Linked DNA regions of Sus scrofa: all the other regions are linked to region 4. A link is a contact called in public Hi-C and HiChIP or PLAC-seq data. All regions are on one chromosome and are shown on one strand. The core of a region is the stretch at or near the end of the contact, and the rest is flanking DNA. Distances in the headings are between cores, read along the strand shown. Region 1 overlaps LOC110259281 (a long non-coding RNA gene). Region 2 overlaps LOC106509384 (a long non-coding RNA gene). Region 3 has its middle 29 kb from the start of FBXO3. Region 4 overlaps LMO2 (rhombotin-2).

The links. Hi-C and Micro-C count contacts between places; a contact is called where the count stands out from the background. HiChIP or PLAC-seq counts read pairs in DNA pulled down with a chosen protein or histone mark.
Region 1: a contact with region 4 is called in a Hi-C map of retroperitoneal adipose tissue, with 2.9 times the contacts expected there. The contact joins two enhancer-like sites. A contact is called at or near these places in 1 of 5 promoter capture datasets (fetal liver), 25 of 47 Hi-C or Micro-C datasets (adipose tissue, alveolar macrophages, blood and 13 more) and 2 of 2 datasets of contacts at active chromatin or transcription factors (alveolar macrophages and skeletal muscle).
Region 2: a contact with region 4 is called in an H3K27ac HiChIP or PLAC-seq map of alveolar macrophages. The contact joins two enhancer-like sites. A contact is called at or near these places in 2 of 5 promoter capture datasets (fetal skeletal muscle and liver), 17 of 47 Hi-C or Micro-C datasets (adipocytes, alveolar macrophages, blood and 10 more) and 2 of 2 datasets of contacts at active chromatin or transcription factors (alveolar macrophages and skeletal muscle).
Region 3: a Hi-C map of alveolar macrophages shows a contact between it and region 4, with 2.7 times the contacts expected there. The contact joins two enhancer-like sites. A contact is called at or near these places in 5 of 47 Hi-C or Micro-C datasets (alveolar macrophages, blood, embryonic fibroblasts and 2 more).

What each region holds. Positions count from the first base shown.
Region 1 is chr2:26,954,518-26,957,217 of Sscrofa11.1, forward strand. The region is part of intron 1 of LOC110259281 (a long non-coding RNA gene); the gene reads right to left. Among named protein-coding and RNA genes, the nearest start is that of LMO2, 78 kb to the right of the region's middle. Within about 2 kb of position 1,389, at least 7 of the 83 cell types and tissues checked have an H3K27ac peak or open chromatin away from gene starts, as enhancers often do. A contact at or near this core is called in alveolar macrophages and retroperitoneal adipose tissue, where this site is marked.
Region 2 is chr2:26,926,673-26,929,372 of Sscrofa11.1, forward strand. It overlaps LOC106509384 (a long non-coding RNA gene), which reads right to left. Exons shown (of 6, transcript XR_002341524.1): 5 at 2,033-2,150; 6 at 1-730. Among named protein-coding and RNA genes, the nearest start is that of CAPRIN1, 53 kb to the left of the region's middle. Within about 2 kb of position 1,294, at least 3 of the 83 cell types and tissues checked have an H3K27ac peak or open chromatin away from gene starts, as enhancers often do. A contact at or near this core is called in alveolar macrophages, where this site is marked.
Region 3 is chr2:27,116,025-27,118,724 of Sscrofa11.1, forward strand. No RefSeq gene overlaps it. Among named protein-coding and RNA genes, the nearest start is that of FBXO3, 29 kb to the right of the region's middle. Within about 2 kb of position 1,442, at least 1 of the 83 cell types and tissues checked has an H3K27ac peak or open chromatin away from gene starts, as enhancers often do. A contact at or near this core is called in alveolar macrophages, where this site is marked.
Region 4 is chr2:27,051,166-27,053,865 of Sscrofa11.1, forward strand. All of the region lies in intron 4 of LMO2 (rhombotin-2), which reads left to right. Among named protein-coding and RNA genes, the nearest start is that of LMO2, 19 kb to the left of the region's middle. Within about 2 kb of position 1,341, at least 4 of the 83 cell types and tissues checked have an H3K27ac peak or open chromatin away from gene starts, as enhancers often do. A contact at or near this core is called in alveolar macrophages and retroperitoneal adipose tissue, where this site is marked.

The DNA of each region.
Region 1 (2,700 bases), core at 139-2,638, 97 kb before region 4:
GGGATCAGGTATTAAATGTTACACAGCCTGGAGGGTAGTGGGGAGAAGGGATGAGGGGCCAAGGCCAGGCACTCCTGAAGGGCACTCTATTAGCAGAGAGTGCTCGGGGGTTGGAGGGGGTCCGTGGGGGTCAGGAGGGAGGGGGTGGTTTTGCAATGGCCTTGGTCACAAAAAAGGCCTCAAATTCCACTGTATCCACCATCTATGAGTGCAATCAGGTAGATAGTCACAAAATTCCACGGATGGGATTCAACCATTAAAACATCAAATTCTGTTCAACCGGTTTTGGCGTCAAGGAGCCTCTCTTGACCTCAGAGAGACCCTGGGTATGACAACGCAGCCACCAGACTGATTGTCCCGAGGAGCTGGTTTGGGCTTCCAGGTACTGGAGGAATTTTTCTACCTGGTTGTTCTATTTGACCATCGTGACGGCCCTGTGTGCTCAATACTGTTAGCAGCCCCATTTCATAAATGGGGAAACTGAGGCCCTGTTCAAGGTCACATGGAAAGCAGGGGAGCTGGGGAGTTCCTGTTGTGGCTCAGCGGGTTATAAACCTGACTTGTATCCATGAGGATCTGGGTAACATCCCTGGCCTTGATCAGCCGGTTAAGGATCTGGTGTTTCTATGAGCTGCAGTGTAGGTCCCAGATGAGGCTTGGATCTGGCATCACTGTGGCTGTGGCATAGGCGGGCTGGCAGCTGCAGCTCCAGTTCAACCCCTAGCCTGGGAATCTCCATATGCTGCAGATGTGGCCCTAAAAATAAAAAAAAAAAAACAACAACAACAAAGGAAAAAGAAAGTAGTGGAGCTGGGCTGGCCTCACACGGAAGCATCTTTCCTTCCTCCTGTTTTGAAGGTTAGCACAGCGCATCATCTGATAGCTGACCCTGTACTTACTCATCAGCCACGGGCACCTGGGATCATGTGCCAGGTGGCACCATCCCTTCCCTGGATGGCTACCAAAGATAGTCCTACAGGAGCCTTAGTTTAGGCCTTGGGGAAAATCCTCTAGAATTCCAAAGATGGGCCTTGGTTTAAGTCTTGGTTAAAATCCTCTAGAATTCCCCTCTGAGAGAATCTGAGGTCCCTAATGCCTTGATTGCCCCGGGTGACATCATGTTTAAGTGACATCTGACCTCCCTGAGCTCATTCCTTTGTCCTGGTCACCTCTGCTTCCATCAAAAATAACAGGTGGCTGATAAGCTGGCTCTTGGCGCCCTGGCTCAGACAGTGGACTCTGAATCCACGCTCAGAGCAGGCCTCTCAAGTTCAAAAAAGCCCTCGTGCTCTATATTTTGACAGGTTCAGAAATCCAATCCATTTATTTTGAAAACCCATTAAGCCCAGCCAATATGGGCTATTTAGAAAGCCCAGATTTTTGCTTCTGGTCAGAAGGTCAGGGCTGTCATAAAATAACAGCTAAAGGAAGTGAAACAAAACATATTTTATGGTAGGGCTATAATTCCCAAACATTCTTTACAAATGTACTTTCCGTTAAAATAAGACAAAACAAAAACACAGCACATTGAATTGCTGGAAATTGCTGCCCCTATAAACTCTTTGTTCTGAGTACTTATTCAATTTTACATGCTCGGCTCTTACACCAGTGACAGGCGCATAGTAAGTGCTCAATAAATGTTCAATGAATGTGCCACACAATGGTTTACTTTGCTGTTTAACCTTCTTCCTAGGTATTAGCTTCTCTTGTTTTCAATGGCTGTTAAATCATCCTCAAGCAAAGAGCATCTGATCTGAGTTCTCTAGGGTTTTGGAAAGTGAGTTTCGGAGTAAGTAAGTTTTGACTTTTCCTGGCGCCTTGAATTACACTATTGATGATACAGATAACAGGGTCTTATGGTCAGATTCTCCAAAGAGAACTCTTTTGATCCTTTCAACCTTGTGAAGGAGGCCTGGGCGATGTTACTACTTTCATGTTCCCCCTAGGAAGGGGCGTAAGTACAGACTATTAGCTGGAAGAAAATAACCTTTCTATTAGATGATCCTGAACACGGAGGATGGGAAGAAGATGGTGCAAAACCCTCTTGTATTTTCCCACTGACTCACCTTCCAGTCCATATAGTGTCCTCCTCTGATGGGCATCGAGGTTCCCCCCCTTTTTAGATCCCTCTTCTCTTACCTCTCATAATCCCCTCAATCTACCCTACCCCATCTCGGCAAGTTCCGTCCAGGAGAACCGCCAAAAGGTCCACAAGTTTCTAAGCATGGCTTCTGCCTTCACCCTCCTGAGAGATAGCAGTTCCTGATCCTGCATCCAAAAATTGGGTTTATTTCTACTTATTTTTAACTTTTTAGGGCTGCACCTGAGGTACATAGAAGTTCCCAGGCTAGGGGTTGGATCAGAGCTGCAGTGGCTGGCCTACACCACAGCCACAGCAATGTGGGTTCTGAGCCACTTCTGGGAACTATACCGCAGCTCACAGCAATGCCGGATTTTTTTTTTTTTTTTTTTTTTGTCTTTTTGCCATTTCTTGGTCCGCTCTCACGGCATATGGAGGTTCCCAGGCTAGGGGTCTAATCAGAGCTGTAGCCACCGGCCTACGCCAGAGCCACAGCAACGCGGGATCCGAGCTGCGTCTGCAACCTACACCACAGCTCACGGCAACGCCGGATCTTTAACCCACTGAGCAAGGGCAGGGATCGAACCCGCAACCTCATGGTTCCTAGTCGGATTCGTTAA
Region 2 (2,700 bases), core at 44-2,543, 120 kb before region 4:
CTGCACAGGAGTTTTTCTCTGTCTAAACTGCAGTCCTTCAGGCATCTCCTCTAGAGTCATTACCATTTAAACATAGGACTTGAGCTCCTTCTCACTATCTCAGCCTTGAAACTCTAGTCCAGTTTCAAGGGCTGCGCACTGATCTGAAAGTCAACATCTCCCTCCCTGTTCCATCCATTCACCTCCACTCTGTTGCCCCGTTGCTTTCTGCCACCTTTTACCTCCCTTTCCTGCCTGGAACAGCCTGCATGCCAGGCACAGCTTTCCTGGGTGAGGACATGATTTCTGTCCTCTGAGGCTACTTAGGCTCCACTCCACTCCTGGGACAACCTGTCTCCCACCCACTCTCACGCCGCTCCAGGGCAGTCTGCTCCCCTCCTCCCTTAAGTTTCTGACATTCAGGAGTGGAAGTGCCTGAGCAGCTCCTGTGTTGCCAGGCTCTAACCCAAGCACGGGGGTGCACATATGCTCAAGGGATCATGGGGTTGGGACAGAGACACACGGGTACACAGAGTTCTGAAGCAACGCAGTGAGTGTGGTAACACAGGTGTGCACAGGGTGTACATATCGGCATATCTGTGAGGTTGTCCTCTCCAAAGCTGAAGTGAGGATGGACAAAGGCTTCACAGAAAAGGTGGAGACTTACCTGAATCTAGAAGAATGAGTTGGAGTTTCCATATTTCCCCGCCAGCCAGGTTGCTGTGGTTATAGCGATAGTAGGCAATGGAAGCTGGAGGAGGAAAGGGAAAGGATGGGTGAGAGAGGTGAGGAGGGAACTTTAGGACTTTCCATTCCTTCTAGTCAATCCTTTAAGGTCGAGGTAAAATTATACTCCTGGAGTTCCCGTTGTTAACGAATCTGACTAGGAACCATGAGGGTGCAGGTTCAATCCCTGGCCATGCCATGCTCAGTGGGTTAAGGATCTGAGCTGTAGTGTGGGTCACAGACACGGCTCGGATCCCACGTTGCTGTGGCTCTGGCATAGGCCGGTGGCTACAGCTCGGATTAGACCCCTAGCCTGGGAACCTCCATATGCCGGGAAGCGGCCCGACAAAAAGACAGATGAGACGAAAAGAAAAATTATATTCCTGACGGGAGTTGCATTCTTCCGCGAATAGAAAGAAATTCCTTCTCTTCATTCCATTTTGTAAAAACAAAATGGCAGTGGTGGTGGGGAGATCATGTGAGTAATTATCGTTCCCATAATAAGAAGTACCTCCCCCCGCCCCCAAAGGTCTTTGCTGTGCGCTGGAGGGTTCCCTTTTGCTGGGTACAATGTTCTGGGTCAGGTCCCAGATTACATTGTTTGAGGCGCCACCTGCTGGTGAGAGGTGGAAGTGCAGAAGTCCCGTCAACCTCTCCCCAGGGGTTGATTCATCCCCCCTTTTCTTTAGGCATCTAGAATCCAGGAGCCATGACCTGTGTCTTGTAGCAAGAAGCTCACATGGTTTGATCCCATTTCCGTGGGTGGACTGCAGATAAGGGCACTGAATGTGTAGAAGCTGGTCATGGTGGGCAGTGGCCAAAGCACAGGATTAGGTCCCAGTTCTCTGCTCCTGCTATAACCCCAGTTGCTGGAGTGGAATCTCCAGCAGAGGGAAAGGGGAGGGGGAATTCTTCCAGGAAGAACCATACGGCCCTGAGGGGCTCACAGCCAAACCATCCACAGTTCTCTTTTAGTCTCCACTGGGGAGCCATGTCCACCAGAGGCCAAGCTACTCGGGGATGGTGGAGGAACCCAGATTCTCAGTAACTTTGCAAGATAACAGCAGCAGAGCTGACCTGCAGCCCAATCCTTGCGTGAGATGCTGCAGAGGCAGGGCCTTAGCTCACCAACCCAGTTTCTCACTAGCAGTTTTTCAAGGAAAGGAGATGCCTCCAGGTGATGCTCATTTGAGAGGCCCCCTGTCATTCCTAAAAGAACTGAGCCTCTAGGGTTATTCATCTTACAATACACCGGCCTTGAGGGACAGGCAGAACCAATTACAGCATCAAGCACTTCAAGGAGCCAGAATCCCCATCTCACACTCACCTTTCTGGGTTTATTGCCAAGCCTGGCTGTAAGTCCCTGGATTCAGTTTGTAATAGGGAAGAACAGTCTGACTCCATACTGGATCTGTTTCTTTAAGTTTTGTATTCTATTGCTTTTGCTGCAAGTTAATCACAAAAGGGATACATAATGGCCCTTCTCCAGGAACCCTGCCTCCCATGTCTGAGCATTAAGCTAAAATACCTTTGTTGGCTCTCAGGAAACCTCCCGATCAGGCCCACCTATGAATGACTGCAGGCGGGAAGAAATGAACACATCCCCTCCGGAGTCTGGCTTGAACAGAAAATAGTTACAACTTATTGCCTTTTTTGCTTTACCTCCTGATGTCCCCTGCTGTCCCATACAAGAAACTAACATCCAAACCAGGGCAAGATGGTTCTTTGGGACACTAGTCCACCATCTCGGTCTGCTGGCTTTCTGAATAAAGTCACTATTCCTTGCCCCAGCAACGTGTCTGCGGATTTAATGCCTTGTTCTGCAGCGAGCAGCACAAGCTTGGACTCAGTAACACATTGGACCTGTTGGCTTTTCCTACTTCTGAATCCTTTTCTGAATTGCTCACAAGTCCATGTATCTCCCTAAACCCTACTCTCAGGGAATAGGGAAAGGGACCAGCCTTTTCCCTCCCAGAAGGTCCCTGGGCTCACTCT
Region 3 (2,700 bases), core at 192-2,691, 65 kb after region 4:
TCCAAGCAAAAAAGGAGACGGTCCATGATCCCAGAGCTTCCATTATCCCATAGAGAGGTGGCTAGATTGGGCAGAACTGGACACGTCATGGCAAACACTATAGCAAAGAGCTTTGTGACAAAGCGCTATAAAGATGTGTGAGGATGGGGTGGGGGGAGGGGTTAGACTTCTGGAACTTTCTTAACATGGGGTTTCTGGGGATCCCCAAGAATACCCCAACTAGAGGAGAAGGGGGGAAGGGGAGGTCCCCTTCCTCTGAACACCAGGGTCCTGCTGCCCTGAGGTTAGGACAGTTCTGATGGCCCCATAAACTCTGGGACTTAGAAGAGCCTCTGGACACGGGTCCCGCTACTCTCCAAATGGCTCTCTGTTCCCTCCGCATCTTTCTACCACCCTGTCCTTGGCCACAACCCACTGCTGAGAACCTTCTTCTCCTTAAACGTTCCATTCTGTTCAGTAATTCCTTCCAGGATGCTTTCCAGAAGTCATATCTTTTTCAGGTTCTGAGGACCCAGAAAAGGATGAAGCTAAGAGAGTTCCCTGGATGCCCACCCCCCACCAAGACACCTTCATCTCTGGGCCTCTAGACCATCCTTCCCCCACCCCCACCTGCGTCTTTCCAGGGCCAGCTCACCTCCGCCCCTTCCATCCATGTTTCCTTACTTTCTAAGCTGAAATCTAGGACATTGCATAAAAGGCCTTGGTTCCTCTATCTGGAGATGCCTCTGCCCACAGGCCATGCCCCCTTCTCTCTCTGCGGAGTTAATGCCACTGCTCTTCAGGCCTCACCTCTGCCCCTCCTGTTGGCTCACAGGGCGCGGTCAATGCCCCTCATTTGTCCCTGTCCTCTGGTTTGGAATGTGGTTCCCTCCATCCATGGTGGTCATTGAAATCCAACTGGTCTTCCACTCGTGCCTCACCTCCAGGAAGCCTTTTTTTTTTTTTTTTGCCATTTCTTGAGCCGCTCCTGCGGCATATGGAGGTTCCCAGGCTAGGGTAGAATTGGAGCTGTAGCCGCTGGCCTACACCACAGCCACAGCAACTCGGGGTCTGAGCCACGTCTGCAACCTACACCATAGCTTATGGCAACGCCAGATCCTTACCCCACTGAGCAAGGCCAGGGATAAAACCCGCAAACTCATGGTTCGTAGTCGGATTCGTTAACCACTGAGCCACGACGGGAACTCCAGAAAGCCTTCCTTGACTGTAGCTGCCCTCACTCCCCCTTCCTCTTTCGGTTTCCTAGAGCACATGAGCTCCCAACCTCAGCACCCGCATGGCTGGGGTAGTTCTCCAGTTGATTTCTGCAGATCAGTCCTTAACTGTTCCACGGATGAAGCACTTCTTGGACCAGGGACCACAAACTCTAAGATCAGAGGGGAGGGAAGAGCTGTTCCTTGGTGTCATCTGATGCCCAGGCCCATTGTAAACATGGGAGAGCATGTGCTGTGGAGGAACGAGTATAGGCTGAACATCAGAGTCCTGGGCACTGCCTTCCAATGATCCCTAAGCCTGTTCCTCTCTCTGGGTCTGAAGCTGTGAAATGGGAGAGATCACCTGGGCTGGGTGATTCCTAAGAGCCTTCACAGTTCTCAGGACTCAGGGTTCTCCATGAGCAATTCTCAACCCATTATGTATCAGTCACCTGAGCAACTTAAAGACTAGCAGCACCTGTTCCCCAGCCCCAGGGATATAAGATGAAATCGGCTTGAGACGGAGCCCAGGCACCCGTGATTTTGTAGAAATTCGTCAGATGATTCTAATGTGCAGGCAGGATTGGGTACCCAAGATTCTGATGTTTGACAGAGAGAGCCCGCTTATTAGAAGCACTCGTTTATGTTCAGAAGAGCGCCATGGTCCCATGCTTCCCTCTGGTGGTCATCTTGATCATTACAGGTGGATTTCGGCATCTAAGTGTTTCACCCGGGTCAGGAAAAAAAGGTAATGAGAAAGAAGAGGAAAGAGGAAAAAAGAGAAGCCCTGGCTTCTCATGATGCATGGGCACACGGGCATTTCCCTTCCCACTTTTCCCCTACTATAAATATTTATTATTTCCCATGGAGTTCCCATTGTGGCACAGTGGTTAACGAATCCAACTAGGAACCATGAGGTTGCGGTTCGATCCCTGCCTTGCTCAGTGGGTTAAGGACCCAGCGTTGCCGTGAGCTGTGGTGTAGGCTGTAGACATGGCTCGGATCCTGCTTTGCTGTGGCTCTGGCATAGGCCGGCGGCTACAGCTCCTATTAGACCCCTAGCCTGGGAACCTCCATATGCCGCAGGAGCGGCCCTAGAAAAGGCAAAAAGACAAAAAAAATAATAAATAAATAAATAAATAAATAAATATTTATTGTTTCCCAGGATCAGCCCTGTGGGTCCCCAGCCTGGGTGTCAGGGAAATCTAGAGGAGAAATCTTCAGAGGAGCGCCTGAGACAGCAAAGCCAAGCAGGGGACTTGAGATGATGCGATAATATATGCAAATTTCCTGGGAAATGAATGCTCATTGTGCGCTTCCTCATTATTTACCCATCACTGCCACTTTGGGCAAATCATTTCTCTGAACCTTGGTCATCACTGCCTGCCTCACAGCACTATTATTTTCTTTTATTTTTTTCCATGTCACATTATTCTCTAATTCTATGCAGTGAATTTGTCTCCAGAGTATAGGACTCAGGATTCAAAATGAGCCAAGTTTTGAGCTG
Region 4 (2,700 bases), core at 91-2,590:
TTAATCTTTTGCATTTTTAAAAAGGAGAGGAAAAAAAAAATAGTCTGGGAGAGCCCAATGTTAATTAACTTGTGTCTTGGTGACATGAAATAATTCTTCTCCCTGCTACATTCCTAGACAACATGTTAATTAACTCTGTGTTAGTGCAGGCGTTTCCAGCCATCCTTTCATATTTATATTATTGTTATTAAAATGGGCAGGAGGAAGCTTAAGACATGACACCTCTTGACAGAGGAGAAAAATCGTTTCTTGCTGCAGAGATGGCCCTTTAGCCATGGACTTGTTTGCTTGCATTCTGAACATTTTTGGTATGTCTGGGCAAAAGACAAGTTGAAGGGGTCCTGTGATGGGGTTCATCCTTCTCCCCTGCCCTCCAAGGAGAACTTCTTCCCCTGAGGATTTCCAGTGGCTGACTTGCCTGTTACAGTCTTTTTCAGGCTTTTAGCCTCAAATATTCATGAGACTCCCGTGCAGAACTGGAATAAACCCCGGGCTATTAGGTGGTTTTGTTGGGAACCTAACAGTAGTTGCTAATATTAAAGCTCAGCCCAGATCCCCACAGATTCCTTTTTACCAATCTGTGTGTGTCGTGCACCCGCCCCCGCCACCCCCGGCCATGGTTTACCTTCAGCTGCCAGCACCTGCACCTGTTAAAAGCCAGAGGTGTACCCACTACCCCTGCAGATGCCCAGCTGACCTTGCCCCATGACTGACACTGCCAGAGACCAAAGTCCTGCAATCTTGCCTGGAGCCAGGGCCGCCTGGAGACACAGCTTCCACCCTAGAGTTCCCACGCGGTCAGGTCGAAGCTCCCCTCTGAGGCCCTTGGCCCCAGATCGCAACTTTGCTTGCCTTCCACCCCTTCTGCCTGGCTTCCTGCCTCCTACCCATTTCCCCTGATTACACATCCTCAGTCATATGAGGCTTCAGGTCCGCTCCTGGGCCATCCAGCCCAAGGCACCGATTTTGGTGCCAGAGGTCAACACTCAATTTAGATGTCAAGTCCTGGCTTATTTTCATGAGTGGCAAAGTCTCAGCAAACCAGAGCTGGAAGGGGCTGCAGAGACCTTCTCTTCCTGGTCTCTTGCTCTACAGCTTAAGACACAGGAGCCAGGGCAGAGGATGTCATTGGCACCTGGCTAATTAGAGGTGATGCTGGGACTTGAACTTGTCTCCCAGACATCAGTCCTTCGTCCGTCCCTTCATTAGCTGCCTGACGTGGGTTGTAATTTACCCCCGACTTCCCTTTAATAAACGCTCTCCTCCCATAAGGGTCACACACCCAGGCGCCTGGCGTCATTCCACGCACACGGTTTTGTGAGTCATCGATTCTCGCTCGGCCCCAACTCAACTTACTGAACGATCAGGAAACCAGAACTGCCTTTCTACTTCCTGACCGCCAAGGTGGCAGCTCCCCACGGCTCCTCCATTTGCTGCCTCGGGATAAAATGTTCTCCCCCAGTAATGAGTTTGCTCCCAGGTGGTGCCTCGAAAACACTCAAAGGGATCTTCAAAGGGAAAGCGGGATTCGGAGAGAAGCTAGCTGGCCTGGCTGTAACAGGGAGCGCTCTGCTCACAGACCACATCTTGATCCCATTAGTGTAGCCCACACATTTCAAAATTTGTCAGCTGCCCTTATCTCCCCTACGGCCACTCAGAATGTGCCGGTTGATTCTCTATTTGAAGTTAATAAGAACAAGCATTTACCTAACACTGCCCCCAAAGGGTGGGAAGGACCCCCTGAAATGCCATGTGATCAGGCACGTGCAGAAATGACTTCCGGCAGCAAGACTGGCCCCTTTGGGAATACCCCCAAGGTGTGTTAAAACACAGCCAGAGTTGGCTTCGCCCTTGACCTTGGCTGTTGGTGGTTTGACAGGCTGCATTGTATCCTTCTAACAGCTGGGTGAGGCAGGCGCTATGAGCGCTGCCGTTTCATAAGCTCAGAGGAATCGGAGGTCTCACCAGGGTCACTCAGGTACTCAGGGCGAGTCCTGGACTGAGTCTGAGTCTGCTGATTCCCATGCCTGTGGGCTGATTTGCAAACTTCAGCCTGCATTCGAATCACCTGGAAGTGCTCAGGATCGCCCGCAGAGTACCTCCATCAGGAGGGCCCGAGTGTGCATTTCTCACAAGCTCCCAGCGAGTGCAAATGCGGCTGGTCCCCGGACCACACTGAGACCCACTGCACTGGGCTCCGCCATATTGCATTTCCCACCTTGACACTGAATATTCCTTGAAGTAATTGACCAACTGAGGCTTCGGAGGGTCTTAGTTTCAATGTCAGAAGCCTCTCCAGAGACTCGTGCTGTCGGGGCAGCAAGGATCTTCAATTAAGATCTTGCATTGGGCATGGAGAGACGTCGCTTGTCCTCCAGATCTGAGGCATGCTTAGCTATACCACGTGTTTTCTCTCAAACTGCCTCTGTCTCCCAGGAGCTGGGGTCCCAGCGAACAATCATGTGGCCTTTGTGCCTTTGGAGTCATTCAAAACCAGTCCTCCCCTTGGGTGGAATTAGCGGCTGTTGATATGATAGATCTTGGGAGCTTCAGAAAGATGCCCAATTCATCGCATTCCTGGTCAGTTTCCTCTCAAAGGGGCCCCCAGGGGTTTCCTCCTGCTCTTCTTCTGAACTGAGAGTTTTGGAGTTCCATTGCGGCTCAGCAGGAACGAACCCAGCTAGTATCCATGAGGATGTG